2 separate regions of the Sus scrofa genome follow, and region 2 is linked to region 1. Evidence: chromatin contacts called from public promoter capture Hi-C data. All regions are on one chromosome and are shown on one strand. Each heading gives the region's core, a stretch centred on a gene start, on an enhancer-like site or on the middle of the called end of the contact. The rest is flanking DNA. Distances are from core to core; before and after follow the strand shown. Region 1 holds the start of PLAG1 (zinc finger protein PLAG1). Region 2 holds the start of TGS1 (trimethylguanosine synthase).

What was found. Promoter capture Hi-C pulls out the DNA fragments that hold promoters and counts their contacts.
Region 2: a promoter capture Hi-C map of liver shows a contact between it and region 1, with 7 times the contacts expected there. The contact joins the promoter of TGS1 here to the promoter of PLAG1 in region 1. A contact is called at or near these places in 1 of 5 promoter capture datasets (liver), 2 of 47 Hi-C or Micro-C datasets (alveolar macrophages and heart right ventricle) and 1 of 2 datasets of contacts at active chromatin or transcription factors (alveolar macrophages).

Annotation. Positions count from the first base shown.
Region 1 is chr4:75,644,870-75,651,060 of Sscrofa11.1, forward strand. PLAG1 (zinc finger protein PLAG1) reads left to right here and starts at 1,716. Exons shown (of 3, transcript XM_021089355.1): 1 at 1,716-1,932. CHCHD7 (coiled-coil-helix-coiled-coil-helix domain-containing protein 7) reads right to left here and starts at 1,349. Exons shown (of 4, transcript XR_002343320.1): 1 at 1,200-1,349.
Region 2 is chr4:75,964,673-75,970,589 of Sscrofa11.1, forward strand. It overlaps TGS1 (trimethylguanosine synthase), which reads right to left and starts at 4,480. Exons shown (of 14, transcript XM_001927876.6): 1 at 4,214-4,480; 2 at 787-851. The coding sequence starts at 4,317. TMEM68 (transmembrane protein 68) reads left to right here and starts at 4,529. Exons shown (of 7, transcript XM_021089365.1): 1 at 4,529-4,681.

The DNA of each region.
Region 1 (6,191 bases), core at 466-2,965:
TAGTCGTCCTTGGATATAACCTCAACAACGATCGGGCGCAGACAAAACTCAAGTTGGGTGCCTTACAGGAAAGCATCTTACTTTGAATTTTACCAGCACCACGGGTCAGGAATTCTTTAAAAATAACACCTAGGTAACATCACATATACCAAAGGAGGTTTGCTCTGGGAGTTTATTCACCATTTCATTTCCTTTCCCTTCCGGATTCTAAATACAAGTCACTCTAAGTTTGGGTTTTCACATGTCACCGTCTTCGCATGAATCCTCATGTATTAACTACACATGAAGAGGAAATGTCGGTTTACAATGAAGAGCGGGTCTGAAGGGAAGCTGGAGTATTCCGTTAGAGGCTTTATCTCCTCATCTTCTGAAGGCACCATACAAACGTTAGGGAGCTCTACTTGCAGAAGACAGTCAAAAAAACAAAGATTTGAGGGAGGGGCCGCAAAGGCCCAGCACATTTCAGGAACAGCTCTAAAATCTTTTCCAAAGGGCCAACGGCTTAAAAAAGTATTTCTTGATTTCCCATCTAAGTGGTTCACGTCCCCACTCTCTGAGCAGCTTTGCAAGGGAGGGAGGAAGGGAACGTGCCGACACGTCCGTGCCCAGTGCAGGTCGGAGCCCAGGCAGGGCCTGCGGCTACCCCCAACGCGGGGGTAACCGTCGGGAAGCCGAAAGACGTCCTGCAAGGCCCTCAACCCTTTAAGCCACTGCTGGGTGCAGAAAGGCAGGGTCAGGAAGTCGGGGTGGCTCTGCGGAGGGGGCGGGGAAGGCGAGGGGAGACCCCGGAGCAAAGCATGCCCCAGGCCTCGCTGCCTCCCGCGGCGCTGCCTGTCCGCCCAACGGCCGACCGCGGGCGCAGGTGAACACACCTTATTTCGACCTTCGACGGTGCCGAGAAGGGCAGGGGGCAAAGAAAAGGGAGGAAACTGGGGGCCAGGGTAGCCACTTACCCTCCAAACGCTGGGGAGGAGGTTGGAGGGAGGGGAGGGGGTGCCCGGGCAGGGGGCGCCTTCCTCGCCCCGGTCCCGAAGAGACCCGAGTCCGAGGAGGAGGTGCGAGAGGAAGGGGCCCGAGCCGAGGCCAGGCCGGGGGGAAGCGGCTTCAGGCCGAACAAGTGGATTCGAGCCCCGCGGCGGCCCAGGAAAGCCCCTCTCTTCCCGCAGCCGCCGCGGAGGGAAGGGCGGGGGACCACTCACCTCGCGCTCGCGCGGAGGCTTCGCCAGCGCCCAGGCCGTCTCCAGCTCCAAACACGTCAATGGCTCACGCAGCCGGACCTTAAGTAGCGCGCATCCCAACATGCTGCCCCCGCTCCCCGGCGGCGGCCCGCCCAATCGGTGCGCGCCGCCGCCTGACTGACAGCCGAGCGGGGTCCTGAGAGGCGGGGGCGGGCGGGTCTCGCCCCGCCCCCGGCCGGCGGGAGGAGGGCCGAGGCGGGAGGAGTGGGCGGGGCGGCGCGCGCGGCCCCGCCCCCGCCCCCGCCCCGCAGCTCCCCCCTCGCCGCTGTCCGCCCCTTAGCGCTTTGGATTGACGGGCGGCGCGGCGGACCAATCGCTAGGCCGGATCCCGGCGGCGAGGGCGCCCAGTGGCCGGCCCCAGGGCGGAGCGCGCCCGGGGGACGGGCACAGCGGCGGGCGGGGGCAGGGGGCGGGCCGGCGGGAGGCGGGGGCGGTGGCCGAACAGGCCGGGGGAGGCGGCGGTGGGCGCGACGTCGGCGGCGGCGGCGGCAGCGGCGGCGGCGGCGGCGGCGGCAGCTGCAAGTTGGGCTGCAGGGGCAGCGCATACACTACAATGGCTGCTGGAAAGAGGCGTAAGGAAACAATTTCCAGGCCCGCCGCGTCCAGCCCGAAATATGAGAAAAAAATTATTAGAAATTCCGCGGGCGGTGTAAAGGCGGCGGACGGGCCGGAGGGAGGATGTTAAAGCCCCGCGGTGAGTTCTCCCGGGGTCCGGGGCGGCGGAGAGGCGTTTAGCGGGAGAAATATCAGGGTTATTTAAATTATGGGACTAGCCGAGGGGGCAGAGGAGCAGCGGCGGCGGCAGGAGGAGGAAAAGTTTGTGCTACTCTCAGCCCCTGCTCAGGACCCCAGAGAGAAAAATAATAATAAAAAATAAAATAAAATCATTCAGCGGGGGTGCGAGGACTCCCGAAGTCGCTTCTGACAGGGCAGGGGGCGATGCGGCTGGAGACCCGAAGGTGAGGTCGGTGGGAAAAAAAAAAAACCCTTTATTCAGGGTCTGGAAAGTTTGAAAAGTTTTCCTCCTCCTCCTCCTCCTCCTCTCTGGTGCTGTGAATATTGTGACAGCGGCAGCGGCAGCAGCGAGAGCGGAAGACATTAGAGACCCGAAAAATAAGGGAAAAATTAATATAAATTCAGTTTTGAGAGTAAACTCTCCGCATTTTCCACCAAAACATCCCGGGGGAAGGTCGCTTCCCAAAGGGCCTGGCGGAAACCCGCAGTCGGCAATATTTGGGGGGCACTTTGAGTGACTTGGGGGAACTTTGCCCCTTTTTCAAAAGAGGTTTTTTCTTTGGGGGAGAAATGAATTTGTTTTTGCCCTTTCCTCAGGTGGGCGAGTCGGGGTCGGGGTGCGGGGTCTGCGGGGAGGTGTGAGCCCGGGATGTGTGGCTGCGGGGGGGGAGGGGGTGCTAAATGAAAGCAGGAGATCTGCACAGAGCTGGGACAGCTTGTTGTCAGTATCATAAACAACCAAAATGGAGGGAGAACTCAGGCATATAACCAAATAAAAATTTTTTAAAAATCGCAAAAAAATCCCAAAAAATCCGGGATGCTCCCCCTTTTCTCGCTCAAGGTAAAAGTATGAACCGCCTTTCCCCTGAAGTCCATTTTGACTTTGCAGGGACCAAGGAGTTAATATTTATTTATTTTTTAAAACTTTCGAAGGGCAAAAGCCTTTTATAACTCAACCGACAATGAGAAAACGTGAAAATCCGATGCTCGAGAAGGAGGGGGAGGGAGGGGGGGAGATGGTAGTGCAGAAACTGCTAAACTTATTGGTAATGTGGACTGATCTGAGATAAGATAAACACTATATTTGCTATTTTATAACTCTTTTAATGATCGTTGCGGGTTTTTTTTTTTTTTTCCCCTGGTGGAAAAAAAAAAGTGATGCCATTTTCTTAATAGAGTTAATATGTGTGATTGGAAGAATAAACCTTTCCGGCTCTAGATTGCATTTTCGTCGCATTTCTGCTTCAGGTTTTGTTAGTGGCTCCCTCCTTTCTTTAAACTGGGCTCTACAGAGGAGGGGTAGAGAGGTGATGTTGCTCAGAGAGGCTGGTGTGCAAGACTGGAGCACCTTTTGGGGTGGGGTGGGGAGTTGCTGGGTTTCTCCCTTCCTGACACGTTTGCTTCACCTGTTCATCCTCAGGAAAGAATGTTAAGCTGAGGTTTTCTGGTTTTATGTATGGAAAAGGATGGTGCCTCTTGCATCACATTGAAGTTAGTGGGAAAGTGCTGCTGATGTTGGTTCCACGTGGGATGTGGGACAGAGCAGGGCATTTTAAAGGGACAGCTTCTCTTTTCTTAGGATTTTCATCACCTACACAGAATCCCTGCGTGAGGACCAAAAGCAGAGGTGCTGGGAGGGTGTGGTGATGGAAGAGCCTCTTCTTTCCATGACTCAAGTGCACCCACCTTTAGCAGTGATGGAGGGAAGGGGAGGGATAAGTCAGCTCCGCAGAAGATGGATATTGTGTAGATCAGTTTGTATCCAAGCTGTTCTTTTGTGTAACAAGCCCTCCCAGGAACTTTTCATGTTACATTGCTGTGCTTTGGAAGCTGATTTTGGAAGGAATTGTGGAAAAATGGAAATAGTTTAAGGTGTGTGGTGTAATGGTATAGCATTATTGAACAGTTATGAATTCTGTGCAGTGAGATCAAAGAGCTGTGTATGCCCATAATGTGATTTTACAGCCATTTTGTAAAAGCTGTAAAATACCTAATATTCAATTTGGCTTAAGGTACATTGAGGACTTCTGCTTGAAAACTGCAGGCAGAGTGGTGGAGATTCTTTTACACTGCAAGCAGTAGGCATTTCTTTAAGGGGAAAAAAGCACATGCACCAGCCCCATGGAAAAGTTTACGTATACCCATTTTATTTTTTTTTTTTTTTTTTTTTTTTTTTTTTTTTTTTTTTTTTTTTTTTTTTTGTCTTTTTGCTATTTCTTGGGCCGCTCCTGCGGCATATGGAGGTTCCCAGGCTAGGGGTCGAATCGGAGCCGTGGCCACCGGCCTACACCAGAGCCACAGCAACGCAGGATCCGAGCCGCGTCTGCAACCTACACCACAGCTCACGGCAACGCCGGATCGTTAACCCACTGAGCAAGGGCAGGGACCGAACCCGCAACCTCATGGTTCCTAGTCGGATTCGTTAACCACTGCGCCACGACGGGAACTCCCGTATACCCATTTTAAAATCCCATCCTATACATGTGCTGTAACTCTGCACTTTTGAAATTAGAAGATTTTACAATCCTGTAACCTGTTGGTTTGCATCTTTTAAGCTGAATTTATTTGTGTTATTTAACAGGAAATGTTTACTGATCATAAACTACCACTAACTCTCATGGCTTAGATTGTCACAATATTTTCAAAATTTAAAATGTGTAAATTGTTTGCTATACTCTTTTGAGATTAAGGTTAATCTTGAATGGAATTGACTTGTGTTCCATTTTCCACAGGTATATGAAGTTTCTGGAATAAATGCCTATTTTCCTTTGTTTTTATGGTGTATAGAAATGGATTCAAATTAGGGCTGGATTTTTAGACTTCTCATATAGAAGGTTTTTTTTTTTCCTTGCCTTGCTGTACAAACAGATTATTATTTTGAAGTGTAGTGTGTGTTAACCTGTGCTCACATCTGAGCTCTTATCTGCACCTTTCTCTCAATACCTCCATAACAGCATTACCTCAGTGTAATGTTTGAGTAGGTCACCTTGTGGTTTCTGATTTTGGAAGCAATTGCAACTTTCTAAGAACTCATTAAAAAATTAATCCCATGAACCACTGTTAAATCAGAACTGATTGGAAAGTGATTGAACTGTCAATGGAGAAGAGAAACTTCCTTCCCTCCCCAAAATAACCTTCCCAGAGGTTTCAGAATGCCATGAAGACGTATAAAACCTTTGAAATGTATCTGACATTTCCATGGTACTTTGGCTCAGCACAGTGGCACTGACTGTCAGTAGTCAGAATTAGGCTATGTGTTTGAAATAAGTGAAACTTTTCAATCGTGACTCGTTGCCACTTAGACAAACCAGTTACTGATATTAATACATTCAGTTTCTGTCAAAGTAAAGGAAGAGTCTTAGATCATTGAGTTATTCAGGTTGTTTGGACACTTCAAGTTATGATTAGTTTATTGTTCCTCTAAATAAAAGTGCTGGTACTGTGATTTTTTTTCCCCCATCTCACAAAGGTAGTATAAAACTTTCTTCATGTTTGGGTTTTACACAGCCAGCTGCTTGTGTGAATCAGAAGATGCCCTCAGAGTACACAAGTGTAAAATCTGTAATTCTTTAGTCTTGTTCAGATAGGACATGCATAATTACTAATGTGAATTGATTGTTTTGAGCTTTTTTAATGCCTTAGAAATACTACCTATTGTAACATCCTTTTTCTGAGGCTACTATTAAATTATACCAGTTTACATAAACAAGCTAATGTTATTATATACTCAAGATCTTTATTTCAGTTAAAAGTAGAGAAACCTCATAGATTGAGATTCTTACTTGAAATGTATATGCCTCATTTTGCTCTTTGAAACTCTATAAGGAGTTTAGCTGCTGTGGAAGATGAGATATAAATGTGGGCTAATTCTGATAAAATTCAGTATCTGTGTATTTATTATAATGTAAATATTTTAATAAACAGACATCTTACAGCTCAATAAATTAGCAAATATGTTTTTATTAATATAGTTTCAAAATTTTAAGGATACTCTTTGTGTTTTAATATCATACAAAGGTGTTCGTTTTTTCCTTTGTTTTTAACATAATCCTAGTTGTCACTGTATACATTTTGGTTTGGTATTCTGGAAATTTTCCTTTCTAAGGATTAAATTGTTTTTTGCTGAATGAAATGGAAAGCTCCTGTCTCTGAGATTTGAAAAACCTGAAGACTGGAACTGTATCTATAGCTATCTTTGAAGTTTTGTTTTGATAATCA
Region 2 (5,917 bases), core at 3,230-5,729, 320 kb after region 1:
CAGGTAACTAGGTGAGGTGCAAAGCACAGAACAGAGTCTATTTATTTGGGAAGCACGTTAATCCAGACTGTGGCCTCTTTACTTTGTGACAAAAGATGGTGGATGTTCACTGGGAGTTTATCCCCAATCATTCATTTATCTATGAACTGTTAACGCAGTCAAACAAGGAGGCAGTCAGACTGAGCTGGCACTAACGCCTCAGTCGCCTAACCATACAAAGAGCACCTCGGCCCAGCCAGTGCACTGGAATCCGAGACAATGAAACTTAACAACGAGGCACAAGCAGCCAAGCACACCTTCCCAAATAAGGCAGCTGCTTAAACTACGGCCAATCAAATTCCTTGCTTTGCATCTCCATCTTCTCTATAAAAACTCCTCTCCTACCTCTGCTGTGGGGCACCCCTATAACCACCTGGAGCTGGTCTGGTGCTGATCTGAATTCAGGCATGCTCAAATTCTTGAAAAAAAAAAATGTTTTAATGTGTCTCAGTTTATTTTTTAACACAATAAAGTTCTGCTGAAGAAACTATGTTTTCTGCTTTTCCAAGCTTCAAAGTTCAGGTCTCTCTTACCTAATGGTGACAGCTCAGGAAGGAATGCTGTACAGGGCAAGAGAGGCTGCCTCAAGTCCAAACATGGGCTAGCTACAGGCAATGGGAAGATCTGCTCTGAGCGATTCCAGGACCATGTTATAGTGAAAAAAATATGAACTATCTATGATGATACAATCATTTGTCATTTATAATATTTTCAGCAAAAAAGGTCTGTAGCTTCTTGCCGTATTACCTGCATTGTTGCCATTGTCTTTCACATAGTAGCCTTTTAATCCCAAATTGTACAATTTCCGATCTCTGTAAAGCAAATTAAAAGCCAAGACTGAAAAAAATTACACAATAAATTTAGAGAAAAAATTTAAGATGGCATAGATTAATTAATGAAAAGACTGAAAACCAGGAAAGCTACATGCGAATACATTTTCCTTCTCTGTAACACAGAGGTAATAACACACACCTCAGGGGGCTGGTGTAAAGACTGTAAATGTAAAACATTTGCTATACACTACACGGCACGCAGATCATAACACCCATCATTAATTATTAAAATCAAGCGGCAGTTCTGGATATTGGGGGAAGAATCTGACCCTCCTTATGACACACAAGCAGTGAAATATTCTCTAAATTTGATTGAAGGAGTGAGGATAAATGTGAAAAGATCTGTCTTACACATTTATAAGCCCACATGCAGACCCTAGTCAATTTGCAAATAAGCCACATAATCCATTGCCTAGTGGATGCGACACTCATGGGCTGAGCTAAGGATGTTTCAGGGCCTGACATAAAATGAAGTTCTTATTTATTTTGTCAAACTGAAACATAAGATAAAACAATTCAGTGTCAATGACTCTTAAAACAGTGAATGGTTAAACTTTTCTTTATATACCTCCATCTACATTTTTTCTTTACTAAGATGGGAAGTTATATCCAACATGTACCTAGTAGAAAACTTAATAAAGGGGGGAGGGCTGCTATTATATCTTCTTACCGGTAAATCAGGCTGTAATAAATTCCATCATAACTGCAAGTAGTAGCTAATACTACTTTCCTAATGGAGCTACAATAAATTCAACAAAACAAAATTCTTGTGTACTTGTACTTTCATATCCTTCTCTGAACTACTTTTATGAGTTTGAAATTATTTCAAAATGAATTATTTGAAAAATAATTAAAGCTTGTGATTGACAGTGCAGGCAACTTTTAGGCAAAAACCTACTACTCCATCCTTTCAGCATTTTCTATTCTAGGTTTTGTACATAAGCACAAAATTTTTTACATAATTGTAACCATTGTCTAAGTATTTTATATTCTGAAATGTAAATTAAAGATTTTTTTCATGTTGCTATATAGCCATTGTACTGATCATTTCTAAGAGATCTATAACACTGTAAATATATATGAACTTCACATAGAAAATACATAGAAAGTTAAATGTGTAGATGAATTATAATTATTACTCCAATTATAGAGTTCCTAAGACAGTATGTTAATGTAATGTCCTCAGAAATTGAAAATTAGTTACAAGGAGTTCCCATTGTGGCTTAGCAGGTTAAGAACCTGAGTAATCTCCTCTGAGGATATAGGACTAATCTCTGTGAGGATGCAGGTTGGATCCTTGGCCTCACTCAGTGGGTTAAGGTTCCAGTGTGGCCTCAAGCTATAGCTTAGGTCACAGACGTGGCTTGGATCCTGTGTTGCTGTGGTTGTGGTGTAGGCTGGCAACTGCACTCCGATTCCACCCCTAGCCTGGGAACTTCCACATGGGCAGGTGCAGCTGTAAAAAAGGAAAAAGGAAATTAGTTACAATATTATGTTCTATAATCTTATTTAGCCTAAGAATCAGCTCAATTTGGCACCTACGCTAAAGCTCATTTTCTGTTTTTTGCTACATGGTACTGACCTTTCATTTTAATCCTCCAATAGAACTTTGCCAACAGTCAAATTTGTCGTTTTTAGATTTTGAAACAATCCTTTTCCCTACTTGAAAAATCACTTAGGAGCCTCTGAACTCCCAGCATCTTTCCTCCCACTCCTGAGGACTTCTCAATGACTACCAGCAACAATGCTGAGGTTATATTTCCAAGTTATTTTGCCCTAAAGGGTTATAATTTACCTGACCATTAACTGATCTAAAGGGAAAAGCCACCTTGCTCTCTTCTCTTCACCGATTTTGCGACCTATTCCAGTTGCGTCCTGTTTCCTATAGATAAAGTACAAGAACTTTTCTCAACTTTTTATAACTTGTATTCCCTACCCTTCTCTTCTTTTTTGGAAAGGAAGCTTCATGAAGACAACATCAAACCTTAAAAGGGCTGCAGGCTAAGAACTGAGTATGTGCCGTGGCTGGTACGTGAGCAAGCTGACTCCTCTTTCTTGGCCCTCACACCCCATATCAGCCAGGTACTCTTTTCCAGTGAACTCCGTGGCCTCAGCCACAGTGCCACCTGCGTGCCTTGAGGGGAGTGGGCCAGGCTGACAGGTTACACCATGTCCAGAGGATTGAGCAGAAAGACACCTCTCCAGGGGTGACACAAGAGACAGGTGTCCAAGGTTGTCACTAGTGAATCCCAAGGCTACAACTACTCTGAGGCAGAAAGGTAAGCGAGAGAGAATGATAGTGCTTAAATTTTTATGAAAATTCTGTTTTCTATTTAGGGCAAGAATCTTTAAGAGCACTCATCACCAGGAAAGATATATTTCTGATGCCTGGTACTTGAAGAATATCCCATTACCCTTGCAAAGGGTTCTCTATAACGCAAATTTTTGAGAGATTGCTCAGTCCACAGAGCATGGTGATTCTGGATGAATATCTGAATGCATGTGCAGCTGCATTAATACAGCAGCGACAATATTTTTTACATGAAATTTAATTTTTCAGATTAATTTTCCAATTATGCCTCAAAAACACATGGTGAATAGTAAAATTTCCTTCAAATTTAAATTCTACCATATTAAAATATATTAAGACTATCACATAAAATCCACTTCTGCAAGTTGAATAACTTAACTAACAAAAAGCCAGTGAAAGGATTAGGGCAGATAAACCAATTTCTGAGATTTTTTAAAAAAGGATTGCATGAGAAACTCACACACCTAATTAAAAAAAACAAAAAAAAGCCCCCAAATCCAATTCTTGAGTCAGTTTCTTTCTTACCTACTATCTCCCATGCAGGGCAACTTTTACCTAAAACAGCTATTTTCCAAAAATCAGGAGAGCTCAAAACCCGACATAATTATAGTTAAATCTTTCAGATAACGAGAAGTTCTCATTATGTGCACTTGCGCTTTAACAAATCTTAAGGTTTCAAAAAAGATGTTACCCCAAGAAGTTATTCGTCTTAAACCTTCACCCTGTGATGTCACATCCTAGAGCGCTTTCATTTCAATTTCTTTCCCCAGTTTTTGGCGGTTCCCTCAGTCGATCAGTGTAAAGTGACAAATATCAGCTCCGCATCTTTCCCCAACCGCCCACAGGGCAGATTTACTCCCGCGTTTAAGGGCCCCAGGCGACACCCCGTCGTAGTCTGAGGTCTCGTTTTCCTTTCTTAAAGCATCCCTCTCCCCGGGGTCAGGGACCCCGGCCGCGGTGTCGGGGATCGATCGGTCACCCTGTCTTGCAGCCCTCACATCGGGAACCTGGAGGCCCGCGTCTGACTTACTCCACGAACGCCCGAGAGCAGAAGCATAGGATCCGGGAGCCCTCCTGCAGGTCTTCCAGGAAGAGACACATTTCGGCCACGCGACTCCACTTCTCGCAGCACATCGCAGCGCCTCGGAGGAGGCGGCCGCGTGGCACAGGCGCGGGGAGACCTCCCGGCCGCTGCTCCGCTCCCGGGCACAGAGGGGAAGCCTCCAGAGGGATCGGCTGCGCGTGATCACTTGGCCTGGGTTACCCAGAGCCTGGAGCCAGCGGGGAGCAGCCACCGGAAGTGATTCCGGGAGGCTACCGGAAGGGGCGGGGCGAAGGCGGTGTTACACTCAAGGCCTCCCGGGCTGCACCCGCAGTTTGGCGTTTTCCTCCCCGGCCGCTTGAGTTGCTCCGCTTCGCCGGGTGTATCACGGAGGAGCTCCCGCCGCTGCTCCTAGGTGAAGGCGAGCCAAACCACCTCTGCCCCCTCCGGTATGAGGTACGTGGTCCCCAATTACGCCTCCCCGCGTTCCGCGGCGCCGGGATAGGTTCGGGCCCGAGCGCCAAGGCTGCGTGTTTTCTCTCCCTTGGCCGCCCGGAGTCCCCGGCCTCCACTGGACTCGCTGTTCGGCTCGGGCCACCGGAGTGGCCGGAAGGGAGGCCCTACCTGGTCACAACGACCCCGTTCACCGCGGCCCGCACCTCCCCTCGCGCTTCAGGCGCTCTGGTTCGGCGGGTGTCGTCTTTACTCGGGTGGGGGCGAGGTGTCCCCACCTCCCTGCAGGCCCGCGGGCTTCCCGGGGACGCTCTCCTGGGGACCCGAATGAACCCACTGGTTGTGGAGCCAAAAGTGGTCGGGGGCGGGGGGGGGGGGGCGGTGGCGGCTGGAGGCCTGCCCGAAGCCCCTTACCACCTGTGTGACCCGGGTGAGGGGGGCGACTCAACCCTTCCCGGGCCTCGCTGGGATCTTTTGCAAATAGGGATTGGTTCATAGCACCTGCTTTCTGGGGCCTCGGGAAGGACGGAAGCGACCGGTGTGCATGAAGCCTCACCAGCGCTGTTACTAGTTTGCGTGGGTCCACGCTCTGGAGGCACCTGGCCCTGTCGGCCCCCCGGGGTTTGCAGCCTGCGAAACAGGGCTCAGCCCTCTAACTGCGATTAACACGAAAGGTACTTGGACACAAACCAGAATGTCGAAAACTGGGGCAGAGCTGCTGGATTCGAAAAAAGCAGTGTTTGCTGCGTGGCATTGGTTGAAAATTCCCCGGGCAGCTTCCTCCAAGAAGCGGTTCAGGCTTGCAGGTTGTCGGACCACTTCGGACTTGGCTTGGTATTGCTTTATCGTATTATTATACGAACTGAGATAAAATCCAGACTTTTGGAAGAGTCCCTAATATTTGGGCTGCGTTTACTGGTGGGTGGAAATAGATTAATGTTTGAATGAAATGTTTGTTCCCGAATCCTTACTGCTGCCTTATTTATGTTGGTGACTCAAGAAGATAAGGGTGCTGCACGGTCACAGATAAACCAGTACAGATGTGGGACATTTGGAGGATGAGGGCAGTTAAGCAAATTAGTGTAGAACAGTAATTATCAGAGTGGAAGGTTTTAGCTAGAAATTGAAGGACATTCTAGAATTGGAAAAAACCAAAACCAAAAACCTTGACAGGTAATGCATATCAGAACCTAGAACTTGAAGCTTGAAATCCAAAATGTGTCATTTTGGAGATAAAAT